Linked DNA regions of Gossypium hirsutum: region 1 is linked to region 2. A link is a contact called in public Hi-C data. All regions are on one chromosome and are shown on one strand. Each heading gives the region's core, a stretch centred on a gene start, on an enhancer-like site or on the middle of the called end of the contact. The rest is flanking DNA. Distances are from core to core; before and after follow the strand shown.

The links. Hi-C and Micro-C count contacts between places; a contact is called where the count stands out from the background.
Region 1: a contact with region 2 is called in a Hi-C map of hypocotyl, with 2.1 times the contacts expected there. The contact joins the promoter of LOC121208476 here to the promoter of LOC107915107 in region 2. A contact is called at or near these places in 2 of 34 Hi-C or Micro-C datasets (hypocotyl and leaf).

The regions. Positions count from the first base shown.
Region 1 is chrA10:72,705,501-72,708,613 of Gossypium_hirsutum_v2.1, forward strand. LOC121208476 (protein RALF-like 32) reads left to right here and starts at 1,529. Exons shown (of 1, transcript XM_041079183.1): 1 at 1,529-2,106. The coding sequence starts at 1,632. The coding sequence ends at 1,970. LOC107915103 reads left to right here. Exons shown (of 2, transcript XM_016844239.2): 1 at 1-204; 2 at 414-740. The coding sequence starts at 60. The coding sequence ends at 571.
Region 2 is chrA10:72,400,839-72,404,037 of Gossypium_hirsutum_v2.1, forward strand. LOC107915107 (probable xyloglucan galactosyltransferase GT14) reads right to left here and starts at 1,438. Exons shown (of 3, transcript XM_041079176.1): 1 at 492-1,438; 2 at 1-409.

The DNA of each region.
Region 1 (3,113 bases), core at 279-2,778, 300 kb after region 2:
GGAAAGCACCATAAGACCCCCATTTTGAACGTTTTGGCTACTGGAGCCTGGATCTGGAGATGGTTTTCATCACAACTCTGCCAAAAATGGTAAAATCTGAAAGAAACCCTTCGACTTCTCTCTTGTCACACCGAAAAAAAGCCGTCCATCATCGAGGACGACGTCCTCTCCCTCACTCGCGGCGATGGAAATCGAAACAAGTCGGTAAGTTTTAATTTTTATTATATCTTATGCCCTTCTTTTTTTTAAATGATAAAAATAAAAATAGATAACAGGTAAAATGAAGCAAATCACCTTTTGCAATTTCTTTTTTTGATTTCTTTAATGCTTTTTAGCCGAATACAAAAAGTTTGCTACTGTTTTTACTGTATATTTGCTTCGTTTCTGCTTTCCCCTTTTTTGCTTGTTTGCAGGCATTGACGAAGGCGCAGAAGGAATTTTTTTCCATTTCGGTGCAAGCTTGCAGAAGGACCTCGGGATAAGGCGCCTCGAGACAAGGAGTGGGCAACGTGGCCGAGGAGAAACAACGCGGGGGAAGCCTCTAAGGTTTTGTTTTACTGAAAATGTTTAATCACTTTGGGCCATTGGGCTTGTATTTGGGTTAGGGTTAATTTTGGGCTTCATTTATTTTTTTGGGCTTGTAACAAAAACTTGGATTTTAAAAAATTTTATTTTCTGGCAAGCCAGGCAAATTGGGCCTATTACATAGGTTATCATTTAATACATTAATAATTCATTGATTTTGACATCTTCAGATATTTATATTATGGTTAATTTTAAAATAATGACGACGTACTTTAACTATTATTACTTATGACACGCCCGTAATGTTGGTAAAATTTTTTATGTAACAAAATTATTAAAAAAATTGATATAAAAATAAAATATAATTTTAGTTAAAATGGTAAGATTAAAGTAGTGAAAATTATAATATTTTGGGCTCAAATTTCATAACTTCCATAATGTATATACGTTGTTTTTTTATTTATATAAAAAATAAATAAACACCCATAAAATAATATTTATTACTTTATTAAAAAAATACTAATTTTAAATCTAAATTAAGATCTAATTAATAAGTGTCACCTACTCAATATGGATTATACTCACCAAGTCTAATAATTAGTCATGGATTAAAAATTTTGGCCTATGCGACAAATATCATCGTCCCATCTCAACATGAAAAAGGAAAACATAAATCTTTAATATATCTATAATTATTTGTAAATTTAAATATTATGTGTTATGTCATACTTTGTGTAACATTTTTTGGGCCCTTTTACCAAGTTGATCCTCCAAAGTACAAAAAAAAAATAATAATAAATGGTGAAACAACTTAATAAATCGAGACCTATGAGACTCGAGGCCATATCTAACGGAGATGAAAATTTTATTATTCCGATCAAACCTCACCCTAAAAACTTCATTGTTTTTAATTATGAGATCATATGCGTCTAAAGAAAAAAGGGCATGATTGGGGTTAGGTGAAGTGCGGTCCTGAGCTTATTCGTCCGTAATGGAGCTTCCACTAGTGCCACTTTCCGAGAAAAGAAAATGTTGTTTTAAAGTTCTAAAAAGTTCTCAACTACTTCAATTTTCAATGTCAAACCAAAGCATACAAATCCAACATTATGAAATCTCTCCATTTCTTCTTCCTTCTGTTCTTCTTCACCTTAAGTTGTTTTAGCCAAATTGAGTCCTCAACCGTTAATGATGTGCTCATGCACTGCAATGGATCTATCAGAGTGTGCAATGAAGCAAACGAGATGCTAATGGAGTCAGAAATAAGCCGCAGGTTTCTAGAACAGAAAAGGTATATATCTCCCGGCGCACTTAAAAGAGATCAACCAGTCTGCCGCGGTGGTGCTGGGGGTGAAGCTTATAGTAAAAGTGGCGGCTGCCTCCCAGAACCATCCAACCCTTACAACCGAGGATGCTCCAAGTACTATCGTTGTAGGTCTGATTCATGATCCGAAGCCGGTCACACCCATTACAACCAAAAATATGAAATTTTCTTGTTCAACTAATATTCATTTACATTCCAAGTATACCATGTTTTTACAGTATTCTTTAATCGTTATAATTGTTAATTAACTCGTTAATCAATTATCATCCTTCTTAAATTATTCAATGTTATCTATATCTTTGTCTTTGCTAATATAAGCTTAACAAAGCAAACTAACTGTTAGAGCATTATCTCGATGAGGGTGGCTCACACGACAGTACCGAGAATTTAAGGGTTCACGACCATATCGAGAGTTATAATGGGGTGGTTTACACAATAATATTGAGAGCCACAATGGTTTACACAGCAAAATCGTGCCCAAAGCCATAATGAGAACCTAAAGGTATCACCTTGCATCCATTCTCTCAACGAAGCATAAGTTTGAATCTCCAACTTTTTAATTTACATGATTTTATCTATTTAGATTTTATTGAGGGAAACTAATTTTTTCGAAAAAAATATCTTCAAAGCGTCGTCTGTTAAGTAGTTAGAATTGCCCTCAACAATCAAAAGTATTGTCCTCTTTTAGGATTTTGTTTTCCAATTTCATGAAAAACCATATGAATTCACAGAGTGAGCTCCTTAATAGAATAGATATATATCCGTAATCTCATGAAAAAAATAAAATATTAATAATGGAGAATACACACAAAAATTCAAACCACCAACCAAAACATAACATAACTAATCTTTTCCTTGAGTTAATTATTGAAGTGATACCATATAGTAATATGCGGGTGTGAGATAAGCACAAGTTAAAAGTTATAAAATGCTTATCTTTTAAATATATATACATACCAACACTCCCATACTAACTTGTTGGTCAATATTTAAAGAAGTGAAAAACAGCCAGCACGCACTGAAATTGTAAGACTTTTAAAATGATTCAGTTCCTCTCAATCTTTCACTTCCGGTTTTTTTGTCACTGTTATACACCTTGTCTTACGGGTGGCCTACATATTGCCGTCTCAAAGAATTTTAATGGTCAATATCTGTTACTATTATGTTACCATGATCTTCCATTTACTATTACATTTTTTGTGATCTTTCAATTATATATATATTCGATATTTATGTTAAACACACATCCAAACATATATGACAATAT
Region 2 (3,199 bases), core at 188-2,687:
AATAGAAGTCGCAGACAGAAAATGGAAGGCAAACTTGATTAGGCGTACCTTGCCAACAGAAATTGCCCTCAAAATAATGCAGATTCCTTTAGCAGAACTCCTCATGAGGATTTCCAAGTGTGGAAAGGTGAACCATCAGGAGAATTTTCAGTGAGGAACGGCTACAAACTATTACAAGAGTCTAGCTTGGATCCTAATTTTTGTTTAATACAGGCCGACATTAAGGATTTTTATAAAAAGCTATGGAATCTACAACTTCCTTCCAAAATAGCAATTACAGTATGGAAAATATCCTGGAACTATCTTCCTACTCTCATTAATTTAAAATACAAACGAGTTACTAGTAATGTAGCATGTCCTCGTTGCGGAAGAGAGGAAGAAGATATCACTCATATCTTTCGGCAGTGTCCTATAACAGTTGAGGTATGGCAATTATTAGATCTATCCTGGATTATTGGAAGTACGAATCAGGGATTCTGGAAATGGATCACTTGGGTTTTCAAGAGGAGTACTACTGAGCAGTGTAAAAGGATCTGTTCTGGTATGTGGTTTATTTGGAACTCGCGAAATATACTCATACATGAAAGAAAATTGGAGACAGGAGAGAGTTATCACATAAAATTAAAAAATATATAGCCGAACTTGAAGGTCTGGAGGAGAGAACAAGTACCTCAAATATGAATTATAGTCACAGTCTTCGAGAGCCTCATAACGAAGTGACGATTACATTTGACGCAGCCTTTGATAAAAGGATTCTTAAATCAGCATCAGGGGTGGTGGTCTGGGGCCAGTCAGGTAGATTCTCCGCAACAAAGACAGTCCTGCACAAAAATGTTCCTTCTCCTTTTGCCGCAGAAGCCCTTGCAGGTCTACAAGCGACAAAACTAGGGATTACGATGAATCTCCCCTCAGTAACGGTCATAGGGGATTCCCGGACAATCATCAAGAAATGCCAATCCATGGAGAAAGATAAGTCAGTCATAGGGGCTATTATTCACGACATCCAGAGCAAGAAGATTAGTTTTCAAAATATCTGATTCCAGTTTATAAACAGAACACATAACGTATTTGCAGACAAGATCGCTCGAGAAGCTTTAAAGAAATAAGAGGAGACATACCTAGTGCAAGCGAATGGGGGTTTCTCTCTGTATCCGGAAGGGCACTGGAGAAGAGAACCAGACTAAGGAGTGAAGTATGAGGGAAGAAATGAAATGGGTAGCAGGTAAAGAAAATTTTGAAACGGCTACCATCTGAAACAAAAGGGACAGATGATGGGACAAGAAGACGAAAAAAGGTCTACGGCTATTTTTTTTATTCGACTAGTCTTAAAGATTAGGTTTCCTTTTTCTGCAGCATTTATTATTTTTGTTTTTTCTGTAGTTCCTTTACATTTGCTTTTACTTTACTCATGGCAGACTAAAACCGCCATTTCTTAATTCAAACCTTAGCCCAGTTTAGATGACCCAGTTTGGGTGGTCTTATTTTTGGCCTTCTTTTTTATATAAATACAAGATCTAGTCGTTTCTCTTAAAAAAAATATTGATTTAATAAAAATATATATTTAAAATATTTATAACAAAAGAAAAAAATATTTATTTTGAAACAATGAATTTAAATAATTGACCAGAGAATAAAAGACATGTTATATTTTTGTTTTTACAATAAGGATTTAATATCCTAAAACACAAATAAAAGTAAGGTAAATTATTTAGTTGGTTACTCAATTTTTAGAATATTTTTATTTTTGTTATTCAGGCATTAAATTTTTAATGGTAGTTAACTGTACATAAAACTTTATATTTATACTTTCATTTTAGTTACCCAAAAAATCTTTTTTTTAAGTATTGGTTGAGGTAAAACAATTAAGAATTAAAGTGAAAAAATTGTAGAAACTAAAATAATACCAAAAATTTATCAAATTGTATTTGTTTATCCCATTTCTGAAAATCATTACAATTAATTAATTAATTGTTTGTTCTTCGTTTGGGTAAAAAATTAATAAATAAAACTATGAATTTTGTTTGGTATGAAAGATAAAATTAATTAAATTAATTAATTGCAAAGATTTTTCTTTACTTTTAGCTTAGTATGGAAGATTCAAGATACTATAATCAAAAGAAATTTATGTTTCATAGAAAATTATTAAAAATGAGTTATTTCAGTTTATTTTAATTTGAAAAAATAAAATAAAATAAAATTTAAACTTTTAGAAGGAGATTAAATTATTTAGTTCCAATATTATAGTAATAAATCAGTTGACATTATCAAGGGATATAATTTTTCAATAAGTTATTTAATTGATTTTGATGTTTTAAAGTTTAAAATTTTAATATTGAAAAAAAAATTAGAACTTCCAGAAATGGGGTTAAATAAGTACAATTTGACAATTTTTTTAATGCATTATTTTAGTTTCTACCGTTTTTCACTTGAATCCCTAATACTTTTTACCCTGATCAATAAGTAAAAAAAAAACCTTTTTTGGGGTGACCAAAATGAAAGCAACCTAGAATATGGGTGACCAATATGAAAGTATAAACATGATGCGACATGTATAGTTAACCATCGTTTGAGATTTAATGCTTGGGTGACTAAAATGAAAGCACCTTAAGAGTTAGTTGACGAAATTGGAAAGATTTTATTTTGGATGGCCAAAATGAAAGCACCCTAAAAGTTTGGTGGCTAACTAGAAAGTTTACCCTAAAAGAAAGGTTATTTTTATCTTAGCAAGCCTTTTTTACTTTTCATCTACATGGGAAAGTTACTTTCTCACAATTATCAATGAAATCACTTTCCATAACTTGTAAGAAAGTAATTCCCAAGGGATATTACATTCCAAGGAAATTAAACCAAATGTTGTATACCAAACAGTGGAATCACATTCCAACCAATTAAATTCCTTAAAAAGTGATAACTTTTCATCATACCAAATGCTTTCTAAAAGTACAACTAGTTTGTTGGAATAAAATAGAATAATAATGTAATTGTAACACCCCTCGCTCGTCCCTATTGCCGGGATCGAGTTATAGAATGCTATAGTACGAAGCAGAATAGTTACAAACAATTTATGATCAAAATTCAATAGCTTTTATTAGATTAATCATTTACTAAAATTTAAAACTTTTTCAAGTCTTGTACAAGCTTATGTGAGCTCTAGAGTTGACCCGGGAACAAGCAAGAACCAAACTATAACATTCTCAAA